2 separate regions of the Gossypium arboreum genome follow, and region 2 is linked to region 1. A link is a contact called in public Hi-C data. All regions are on one chromosome and are shown on one strand. Each heading gives the region's core, a stretch centred on a gene start, on an enhancer-like site or on the middle of the called end of the contact. The rest is flanking DNA. Distances are from core to core; before and after follow the strand shown.

Region 1 (5,791 bases), core at 1,408-3,907:
TAGTTTGGTTGAAAATGAACTAAGTTCTTGACGTTTTGATGTGTTTAGGTGATGATTGAGCTGATAATTCACTTATTGATGTGTACAAGTAATGCTTAGCAAGTCCCTAGGCTACTAAGTGGGAGTAGGTAGTATTTGGTAATGTGTTTTCTCTATAAATGTATTGTTTCTTTATTGAATGAGTAAGCATATCGTAAGCAAATCAATTTTCTTAGTGAAGTCGATTGCTTCCTTGCTTCACATTTGTGAGCAAGTAATTTGTTCTTTGTTTCTTGCATTTGTTTCATTGTTCTTTGTTCTCTGTTTCCTTCTTTTGTTGCTGATTTTTCCTTCAACTTTAGCTCAAGTTTGTGTTCATTTTGCTCTTGGTTTCACTTGATCTTCTTGAGCAAATTTGTTGTTTATTTTGTGTTTTTTCTTGCCAATGTTCCAACAAATGGTATCCGAGCTTTTATGATCTTAAAGGGCCTTTGGAATTTTTGCTTCTCTTGCTAGAAAGGCAAGGAGCCGTTGAAGCTGTCATCTTTGAAGGCTTGTCTTTGCTTCGCTACTTGTTAAGAAAGAAGGCGCCAAAGTCTAACATCTTTGAGGGCTATTTGTTAAGGTAGCAAACAACTCACATTTGTGAGACTATAAGTTGAAGGAGGAGAAGGCAGTGACAACTCACCCCGTGAGACTCTCAAACAAGCTTAGGATAAGTCAAGGAGGAGTTTCAAGGAAGGCGGTATGTGAAGAGCAAGTCATCAAAGGTGAAGTTCAATGCAAGTTGTAAAGTTGCAAGCCTGTTGAAGACAGTAAACCAAGTGCGAGCCTGTCAAAGTGAGAGCCCGTCTAAATGCAAGCCGAGTGGGTGCAAGCCAAAGTGTGGCGGACGGTCTAAATGCAAGCTCGAGAGGGTGCAAGTGTAGATTGAAGGCAAGCAAACTATACTTGCAAGCTGTTTGTGTAAGAAGAAAGCAGGACGAGAATGAACAAATGAACAAGCTAGGCAAGATGTGTTGTCAACCGAGGCTATGAAGGAGGAGAAAACTCCATTTGATGAGCAAATGTTTGGCACAAAAGATGGGATAGTCAAGTGTGCAAGTCGATTTGCTATGAAGGAGGAGAAGACTCCATTTGATCAACGAATATTTAGGCACAAAAGACTGGGATTGTCAAGTGTGTGAGTGAGATTCTGTTGATAATGAGGCCAAGGTTGAAGATAAGTTGAGAATGAAGTTCTTGTGCAGGGTCAACTTGAAAGAAAGCATCTAAGAACTGCCAAGTTCAAAAACTTGATGAATGAATGACATTTGCAGCATGGAGTCCAAGGAGGAGTGTTGGAAGTTGGCCACCCATGCTACTGTTATGTTTTTGTTGAGTGCATACGGCTTGTATGCATCTTTACCGCATGACAACATGTTGTCTGTTGTAGTTGCAATTTAGTTTAGTTTGGTTGAAAATGAACTAAGTTCTTGACGTTTTGATGTGTTTAGGTGATGATTGAGTGATAATTCACTTATTGATGTGTACAAGTAATGCTTAGCAAGTCCCTAGGCTACTAAGTGGGAGTAGGTAGTATTTGGTAATGTGTTTTCTCTATAAATGTATTGTTTCTTTATTGAATGAGTAAGCATATCGTAAGCAAATCAATTTTCTTAGTGAAGCCGATTGCTTCCTTGCTTCACATTTGTGAGCAAGTAATTTGTTCTTTGTTTCTTGCATTTGTTTCATTGTTCTTTGTTCTCTGTTTCCTTCTTTTGTTGCTGATTTTTCCTTCAACTTTAGCTCAAGTTTGTGCTCATTTTTGCTCTTGGTTTCACTTGATCTTCTTGAGCAAATTTGTTGTTTATTTTGTGTTTTGCTGCTGCCAATGTTCCAACATCTATAACTGCTACTCTAATACTATACAAGAAATTATAGATGAAAGGGAAAAATATTCTCACAATCATATTCATCAAGGTACTTATGACCTCAATATATATAAGTAATATAATAGAATTTGACTATAAAAGAATCATTTTGTAACAAACAAATAGTAACAAAAACAAGGTGAACAGTGAATTTATTAAGCTTAGTGAAATTGGTTAATTGAGAATTGAGTTGAGATAGTCATTCTCTATGTTTGTTTGTTCATTTTTTCTAATAGGTTCATGAATTGCATTTAAAAAAGTGATCGACTAAAACAGTGGCCCATAGAAATGTTCAGGATATTCTAACTTTTAAAACTATAAGGATACAAATTCAACTTCTTCTTCTTCTTCTTTTTTCTTTTTTTTATATTATTTCAATTAACTTGGCCGAATCTGTCTAGATAGTCTCATTTCAATACTTAGGGTGCTAAATGATTTAAGTAAAAAGCCCAGCATTTTTAGACAATATCTTGGAGAAAAATAGCTATTTTTTTTTTTTGGCTGAAATGTAAATTATTGACCACAAATTCCAACCAACCAAATTTCTGATTAAGCTCTAATTAATTGGAAACTGCATTTAAGAGGTTCAATAACTTAACTTCCAATTATGATTTGGTACAAAAAAAAAAAAAAAAAACCAACTTTATGTGAAATGCAAGAAATCATGGGAAAACCCTCTGTTTAATTCTCAATAATTCTTGTTTCTAAAGGATACATTCATCTACCTAACTAAGTAACAACGACATGGCAGCAATTGGCTTATCACCCTTTAAAAGGGTACGGTGGTGAGTCATACCTGACTGCAACTAGGCCGAGGTGAACTAAGTGTTCAAACAATAACAAAAAATATTTAGATAAAGAGAGAGACAAGGTGAAAAGGGATTAGAAGAAAAGAGACACAATGTACTCTTCGATTCGAGTTTTAGTTCTCGTCGCAGTCCTTTTTCCTGTTTTTGTCGATTGCACTGTTCGGCACTACAAGTTTAATGTAAGTACATATGGTTTATTTACTTTACGTAAAGTAGTTCAGTTTCAGTAGCAACTTTTCGTTTTTTACTTTGTTATGTAGAAATTAAGCTTCTTATTAAGTGAATTTGAGGTGTTGGTAACATGCGCAGGTGGTAATGAAGAATACCACTCGATTATGTTCAAGTAAACCCATTGTGACCGTCAACGGTAAGTTCCCAGGGCCAACTTTGTACGCCAGGGAAGGCGATACGGTGCTTGTTAAAGTCGTCAACCATGTCAAATACAATGTTTCCATACACTGGTCAGCACCCAAATCCCTGTTTTGGATTCATGAATATCACTTCAAAAAATCAAACATAGAAATGGACCCCTTGTTTCACTTGATTTTGCAGGCATGGTATCAGGCAACTTCGAACAGGTTGGGCGGATGGGCCAGCATATATAACACAATGTCCAATTCAGTCAGGGCAAAGCTATGTATATAACTTTACCATCACAGGCCAAAGAGGAACACTGTTATGGCATGCGCATATTCTGTGGTTAAGGTCCACGGTTCATGGTGCCATTGTTATCTTGCCTAAGCGCAGTGTTCCATATCCATTTCCGAAACCCCACAAGGAAGTTGTTGTTGTACTCGCCGAGTGGTGGAAATCCGACACTGAAGCAGTGATCAATGAAGCACTCAAATCTGGATTGGCTCCAAATGTTTCGGATGCTCACACCATAAATGGCCACCCAGGAAAGGTCTCGGGTTGTCCTTCACAGGGTACTCTCCTTCCCTTTCACTTTTGTCTCAAATTTTGAAACTTGGTTTTTAAACTAAGATCTTTGATGTATATGGTCTATGTTGCTATCATATTCAGGAGGTTTCTCATTGCCAGTGGAAAGCGGCAAGACCTACTTGTTACGCCTAATCAACGCTGCACTCAATGAAGAGCTCTTTTTCAAGATTGCCGGGCATAAGCTTACTGTTGTCGAAGTTGACGCCACATATGTTAAGCCGTTCAAAATTGATACAGTCGTAATAGCACCAGGCCAAACCACCAATGTCCTTGTCTCTGCTGATCAAAATTCAGGCAAATACATGGTTGCTGCCTCCCCTTTTATGGACGCTCCGGTTGCAGTCGATAACCTGACAGCAACAGCAACATTGCACTACTCGGGCACACTTGACAACACCCCCACAAGTCTCACTACCCCACCACCACAAAATGCCACATCAGTTGCCAACAACTTTATAGACTCTCTGCGTTCCCTCAATTCCAAACAATTCCCTGCCTTGGTCCCACCAACTATTGATCATAACCTTTACTTTACCGTCGGACTGGGGGTTAACCCTTGTCCTACTTGCAAAGCCGGTAATGGAAGCCGCGTGGTAGCTTCTATTAACAATGTGACTTTCACTATGCCTACTACGGCCTTACTTCAAGCACATTTCTTCAACATCAGTGGCGTGTTTACCACTGATTTCCCTAGTACCCCACCGCACGTCTTTAATTACACCGGAACTCCACCAAAGAATTTGCAAACAAGAAATGGGACCAAGGTTTTCAGGCTGGCTTATAACTCTACGGTACAACTTGTTTTGCAAGATACTGGAATCATAGCCCCTGAGAACCACCCAATCCACTTACATGGATTCAATTTCTTTGCCGTTGGTAAGGGACTTGGAAACTATAATCCCAAAACCGATCCTCAGAAATTTAACCTTGTCGATCCTGTCGAGAGGAACACAATTGGGGTACCATCTGGTGGATGGGTGGCTATTAGATTCCGTGCAGATAACCCGGGTATACACTCACAATGTTCTGATATATACCATTCATTTTCCCAATGTTTTTCATCCGTTAACTTTTTTATGAACTCAATTTCTTTGTTTGAATTTTCAGGAGTTTGGTTTATGCACTGCCATTTGGAAGTGCATACAACATGGGGACTTAAGATGGCATTTTTGGTAGACAATGGAAAAGGGCCTAATCAGTCACTTCTTCCTCCTCCAAGTGATCTTCCAAAGTGTTGAACCAGGCAACTATGGACACCAGCACCGAGATTTTACGATGAAAGGAAACGTGGAAAGAGAATGAAAGAATTTCTTTCATGTGCAGAAGATGAGGCTGTGAACCTGTGTTATTTAATAAGCAAAAGAAGAGTTGAGATTGAATTCTTTTTCTCTTGGGTAAATGTCGAATAACATTTGTACAAGCATTATTATTTTTGGAATGAAATCATGAATAAATATTTTATTCAAAAGCACCATTTTTTTATGTTTTCAGTTTCATACTTTTATGGGTCATTGAAGCTAGGCTCGTCCTAGCCAATGTCAGGCCTTGGGCAGCCTCCATCTTAAAAAGGTTCAGCCGAAAAGCCTAACAGATCACCAAGTATTTAAGGCCCAAACCTGAAAATGAAATAGAAATGCTTGCAGATTGCAGTTTATACTATGGATACATCTTTTCTTTACCGACCGTAAAATTCATGGAGTTGTGTTTACTTTTTAGGTCGGATTTTGAAGTAATCAGTTATGCAATGGCTTTAAAGAATCTTTGTAACTTAAGCACATGGGGTTGTTTAAGATGGAAGAACCTCCAAAAGTAAAAAGACACAACAATCATGTTGAAAACACACAAGAATTGACAAATGAAAATATTATATTGCTAGTTTTCATCCATATCAAATGATCCATCTTTTTCGACTGTTGCCTTTGTTAGACCCTTTTATTTGCTTTCCTGGTTTGCTTGAAATGAAAGATGAAAGCAAATTTTAATCATCTTTTATTTCTACAAAATATCTTCTACACCACGCCTAAACCTTCATTCTCATCGTCCTTAATGAAATACATAATCAAGCAAGAAGGGAAAAAGGAAGAGATTATTAATAAAAGATGATGTTCATGGGTCGGATAGGTCATATTATGTTTTTTTTTTCATTTC
Region 2 (5,791 bases), core at 1,693-4,192, 320 kb after region 1:
TAAATTTTATTTTCGGCTCAAATTTGTGGTCCCGAAACCACTATTCCGATTTCACTAAAATTGGGTTGTTACAAGTATAATTGCAATTTTGTAATTAAAACAAAATAAAAAATAAAGTTAAGTAAAGAAATAGTCTTTCTTCTTCATTTTAGTTTTCTCTATAGCCGAAAAACACAAAAAAAAAACTTAGCTTGAAGATTCGATCAACCTATTTGCCTTGCATATCAAGACCTTGTTGATATACGTGGAAAAAAATTACGAATTAGTCCCTAAACTTCTGCAACTACTAGATTTTAGTCCAGGTAAGTTCGTACGGTTTAAAATTTAGCATTTATTTTAAACTCTCGTGTTATACTCCCTATTTTGGTGTGATTTCGGTTAGATTACCTCTTCGGAGCCATTGGTGCGTTATCAGGTGGACTGGCTCGTATGAGCATCTGGTGTGTATCGATTGAACTAGGTCTTATGAGCATCTGGTGTGTTTCGGTTGGAATATAGATGTACTCGTATCTGTAAGTCGTTCATCAGATTGTAAATCTTGGAAAGGTAATTTGTTTAGTGAATTTGATGGTTTTGTCATGTATTTGAGTTTTGAATTGAATTTTACAACTCACCAGTTGAGATTGTGGATGACAGGGAACACATATAGTTGTAGTATTATTTGACTTGTTGTACTTATTTCGGTAAGATTTATCATTTTAGTCAGTCGAGCTTACTAAGCTTCAATGAGCTTACTTGTGTTATTTTCTGTTCTTATAGATATTTTGAAGATTGGAAGGTCAGATTGGCACTCAAGTCACACTATCCCCCCATTTTTGGTAGTTTTTGGAATGTTCATTTTGGATTATATGGCATGTAATAGCCTTGTATATCATTACTATTGTTTTGATATGTAAAATGTTAAAATATGATCTTAAATGCAAATAGTCAACTTATGTGATTTATATGAATGAGGTCTGATGTTTAAGTGCAAGATCATGGTAAGTGTGTTTGGAATATTATGATTGAGATGCCTATGTTTGGAATATTGGTTAAATGTGAGATGGTATTATTTAAAATGCCTTGAATGATAATTCTTTTTGTTGTAAAATTGTATATACTTGTGGTATCAATGAGGATGCATTGGTTAGGCACTTAAGATGGTTGATTTAGCATGCTTTTAGCTTGTTTAATGTCACTTTGAATAGGTATTTTGGCTGGTAAATGGATTACTTAGAGTCCAAGTAAGCTTGAATTGGTAAACTTGTTGTTTAAGGTTCATGTTGGGTCTACACGGCCTGAGACACGGGCGTGTGACTCAGCCATGTGAGACACATAGCCTAGCGACACAGCCATGTGTCATTTGATGAATTATTTAGGGTGCAAGTCAGTGAGTTACAAAGCCTAACACACGGCCTGGCACACGAGCGTGTGACACGGCCATGTGACCCTACTTAGAGAGTTTCACGGGTAGGAACACGGGTTGAGACACAGCCATGTGTCCCTAGTTCAATTGTTACACGGCCCAAGACATGGGCATGTTTCTCAGCCTTGTGAGACACACGGCCTGGCCACATGGCCGTGTGACCCTTGTTTTGTAGATTTTTTATCTTTTTCCTAAACTTTCCAAACTGATTCAAATTGATCCCAATTTGTTTCTAAACTATTTTTAAGGGCTCAATTCAGGGACTATATGTATGTGTATGAATAATTTATTATGTGATTACAATTGAATGATATAAGGTTCAAATGTTTTTGATTGTTTAGTAATACTCTGTAACCCTAATCCGACGACGGAAACGAGTTAAGGGTGTTACAGAAAGAGAGAAGGGCAAGATATATTCTCTAGAGTAGGTGAGAAAGTAGAGAAGGTTATGATGTACAATGTCTTACAGAAAACAAAATGATAAGACATTTTACTATAAAACTTGTTTTTTAAAAGTTGACTTGTACATTATTTTTACATTAATGCACTTGTTTTATCGAACCAAACATAAAAAAAATTGATTTGGATTTGGCAATAAGAAATTTAGCCCTTAAAGTTTACATATTTTTCAATTTAATGTTAATTTTAACAAATTTATCTCACTACATTTGTGTAAATTAAGGCTAAATTTGTTGAATTTTTTAGAATTAAGACTAAAATGACAAAATATGTAAACATCGAAGGCTAATTTTGTTGCTATATCAATCAAAGTATTACTATTGACAGATGACATAAATGTCATTTTTTTTAACAATCTCATTATAGATTTTGATGATATCTACTTTTTTTAATATAATGCCTAGAACAACTCATAGCCCCTCCCCAACCCTTAAATAGGAGGATAATACGCTTCAGCACACTCAAACCCACATCTTCCTACACTAACATCAATGTCTATGTTAATTGAGCTAAAATTCAATCAACACATTAACGTCGTTATTAATTGTTATTACATTGCTCACTTTCGAAACTGACGAGGATTAAATTGCTTTAATATTTTTTAGAGCGATCAATTTGCTCAATTTCAAAATTGGGAGAATAAAAAATCCTTTTAACTAAATATACATTAATCTAATTCTTATATATATTTTAACTAGTTAATATGAATAAAGTTATTTGATAATTTTACTTCCAAATACAAAAATTAAAAGTAACTAAATCTCAACTTTTATGTTTAGTAAAAAAAACGAGTATTTTATTTTATTCCACAAGTAGTCTTAAAATATTGACATATATCTTTGTTTTAATATTTTATTATATTCTTATAGAATACTTATCAATATCTCACCAAAATCTAAAAATTCCACTGTCAATTAATAATTTCTCAAAAAATATATTTAATACTTTTAACTTCAAAATCAAATTTCTCTACTAATTTTGTAATGAAAAAGCACATTTCACCTCCCATTAAAACTTTGGATGACACGAAGGACAAACATCTCACGTGCCAAAATTGGTCATCTCCAAATAAAAAGACCAGAAAACCAAACATCCAATTTCATTCACCAACAAGCCAAATGTCCGTCGATGTCTCTCTTCTGATTGGCCATCACCCTTCCCTCATAATATTTTAGAGAAAAAGAACGTTGCTTTGGCCACAGTAGCGCCCACAATCTCCGTTTTCTTCAACACCAATCACAAGTTAGCAGCTTTGACCCCTCTCTTTCTCTCTGCCTTCACTTTCAGTCTCATCATTCTCTGTTTCATAGTTTTGTAAGCAGTACAAAATATAACTCAAAAGAGTGTGCTTATAATTCATTTCTATCATGCACTCTCTCTTTCTTCTCCTTGCTTTTGCTTTATCTTCCTAACAAAATATAAACTGCTAAAGATTTCCCCCCACTTTTAGCTCTCCAATTCTCTAGAACCTTCTTTGTTTTGTTTTATTGTTTTTGCTTTCTTCATCGATTTACTGCGTTCTTTTTTTTTTTCCAGTTTGTGTTTAAATCTATGATCTGGGTTTTTAAATTTTAATCTCTATATCAATTTTCTAGTTGTAATTGTAGTATGTAATTTTGGATCTACTATGTATGTCTAGGGTTTTTCATTTATATTTGCAAAGATCTGCTTTTTTCTTCTTTTTTTTTTCTACCAGCTCTCGAATTTTCCTTGGGTTTTGGAAAGTTCACTTTTTTGAGATTCCTCAACTTAATCTTGTGTGAAAAAGGGTTCCGAATCCATTTTAATGTTTTTATGATTTGATATTTCGTTGCTAATTTAAAACAGCCTTACTTCTCTGCATTTATCTAATTTGGTTTTTCTCTCTCTTTGAACAATTTCATTCAAAGAGGGAGAAAAGCATAGTTTTCTTCTTTCTTTTTTTGCGTACGGGCAAATCATCTTTGGCAGTTTACATAACCAGTAACAAATGAATAGGGGACTTGAAATTCTCTCTCCAGCCTCTTATTTACATACTTCCAATTGGTTTTTTCAAGAGAGTAAAGGTACTAAATGGACGCCTGAAGAGAACAAGTGCTTTGAAAATGCTTTGGCTTTATATGATAAAGATACCCCTGATCGATGGATTAAGGTGGCATCTATGATTCCTGGAAAAACAGTTGGGGATGTCATCAAGCAATACAGAGAATTGGAAGAAGATGTGAGTGATATAGAGGCTGGCCTGATTCCAATCCCTGGATATAGCAGTGATTCTTTTACATTGGAGTGGGGTAATGATAGTCAAGGCTTTGCTGGATTTAGACACTATTACACTCCTGGTAAAAGAGGGACTGGGTCTCGTTCTTCTGATCAAGAAAGGAAGAAAGGAGTGCCATGGACTGAAGAAGAACACAGGTAACTGCTAGCCCTTTTTTTTGGTTCTTTATATATTTGACAATTATGATCAGTCCTTAGGATATCAGGTATCAATGGAGTTTCCTGTTTGAATCTTGCAATTGTTATGAATGTTGACAATGTGGTTGGTTGGTAAACACTGTGTATGTTTTGTTGGTGCATGTCGCTTTTCTTGGTTGTGCAAATTCTGTACCGTTCAATGGTTTTCAGCATTTTTCCTAGCGGCTTATGATGTTTGACTTGATGATTAATGACAGACAATTCTTAATGGGTCTTAAAAAGTACGGTAAAGGGGATTGGAGAAATATTTCACGCAATTTCGTGACTACTCGAACACCGACTCAAGTGGCAAGTCATGCTCAGAAATACTTCATCAGGCAGGTAACTGGGGGGAAAGACAAGAGGAGGTCCAGTATCCATGATATCACAACGGTTAATGTCCCTGATACTCCCTCTTCGTCACCGGATCGCTGCAAGCATTCGTCTTCAAGTGATTCTTCTGCAGTCATACAGGCACAGCAGCAAGCTAAACTAGCCACAACTAAAGAGATCGACTTTGAATGGAAGCAACAAAATGGAGCAACTATGGTTTTCAACCGGACGAGTAATTGCAATGCTTTCCTGTCCCCTTTCTGTGGGATTTCATCATACGGACCCAAGCTGGAGGAACAAAATTTGCTTGGAGAAACTCTTCCCAGATCTCAATTCGGATCTTACAACACTCATTTCCAGATGCAGTCAATGCAACAACATCAATAAACTCGGTGATAATGTGGGAAGACTTTTCTCAAGGTATTATTATTAGTTAAAAGAGATGAAGATGAAGCCTACTAGTGATGTGTATATCTTGGAGATGCATTTTAGTCCGTAGTTTCCACTTAAAGAGAGATCAGTTAGGTGGTTTTGTGATTTATCATTCAAATTCTGAATCATTGAACCAAAAAGATAAAAGCTTATTTACTTGAAGCTTGGGCTCTTGTTAATTCTAGTCTAGTCGTGTGTCTGCATCATCTGTTGTAACCTGTTATTCTTAGATTGATTGTGTGTTCTATAGATACCACCATGTGGATCCGAGTCCTCTGCAAAATGACAGACTGTACTATAGAGGCTTAAAATTTGATATGAGCCTGAAATAATTCATATTTCCTTGCTTCAAACACTGATGTTCAGCACCTTAACTTGGGACAACATGAAGAAATCCATGGATCAGCTTTGGTGTTTTAGCCACAAGGGGTTATCTTGTTGTTGCTTATGAGTTTGCTCTGAAGCAGTTAATAAGGCTATTGTAATGAAATAATATTGTGGTTTAAAAGGATATATGGCCAAAGTGGAAGCAGGTGATTTGAGCAATATGCCATGTCAAATGTTGATCTATCTGACTCACAATGCATGCTTTTTTAAAGATATAGTTTAATGACTGTGCTTAATGGTGATGTCTTTTTGGCAAATTCGGGTTTATATTTTAGTAGCAAATTCCTTGTTGGCAATAAAGAAAAAAAGGAAGTAAATGGTAGTTTAATTAGTTGACTGATG

What was found. A called contact is a pair of places that touch in the nucleus more often than the background predicts.
Region 2: a contact with region 1 is called in a Hi-C map of leaf, with 2.5 times the contacts expected there. The contact joins the promoter of LOC108460927 here to the promoter of LOC108480706 in region 1. A contact is called at or near these places in 2 of 5 Hi-C or Micro-C datasets (both in leaf).

What each region holds. Positions count from the first base shown.
Region 1 is chr4:108,397,729-108,403,519 of ASM2569848v2, forward strand. LOC108480706 (laccase-4-like) reads left to right here and starts at 2,658. Exons shown (of 5, transcript XM_017783783.2): 1 at 2,658-2,880; 2 at 3,011-3,162; 3 at 3,254-3,627; 4 at 3,725-4,651; 5 at 4,751-5,111. The coding sequence starts at 2,794. The coding sequence ends at 4,881.
Region 2 is chr4:108,721,059-108,726,849 of ASM2569848v2, forward strand. LOC108460927 (transcription factor DIVARICATA-like) reads left to right here and starts at 2,943. Exons shown (of 2, transcript XM_017760633.2): 1 at 2,943-4,258; 2 at 4,516-5,415. The coding sequence starts at 3,834. The coding sequence ends at 5,017.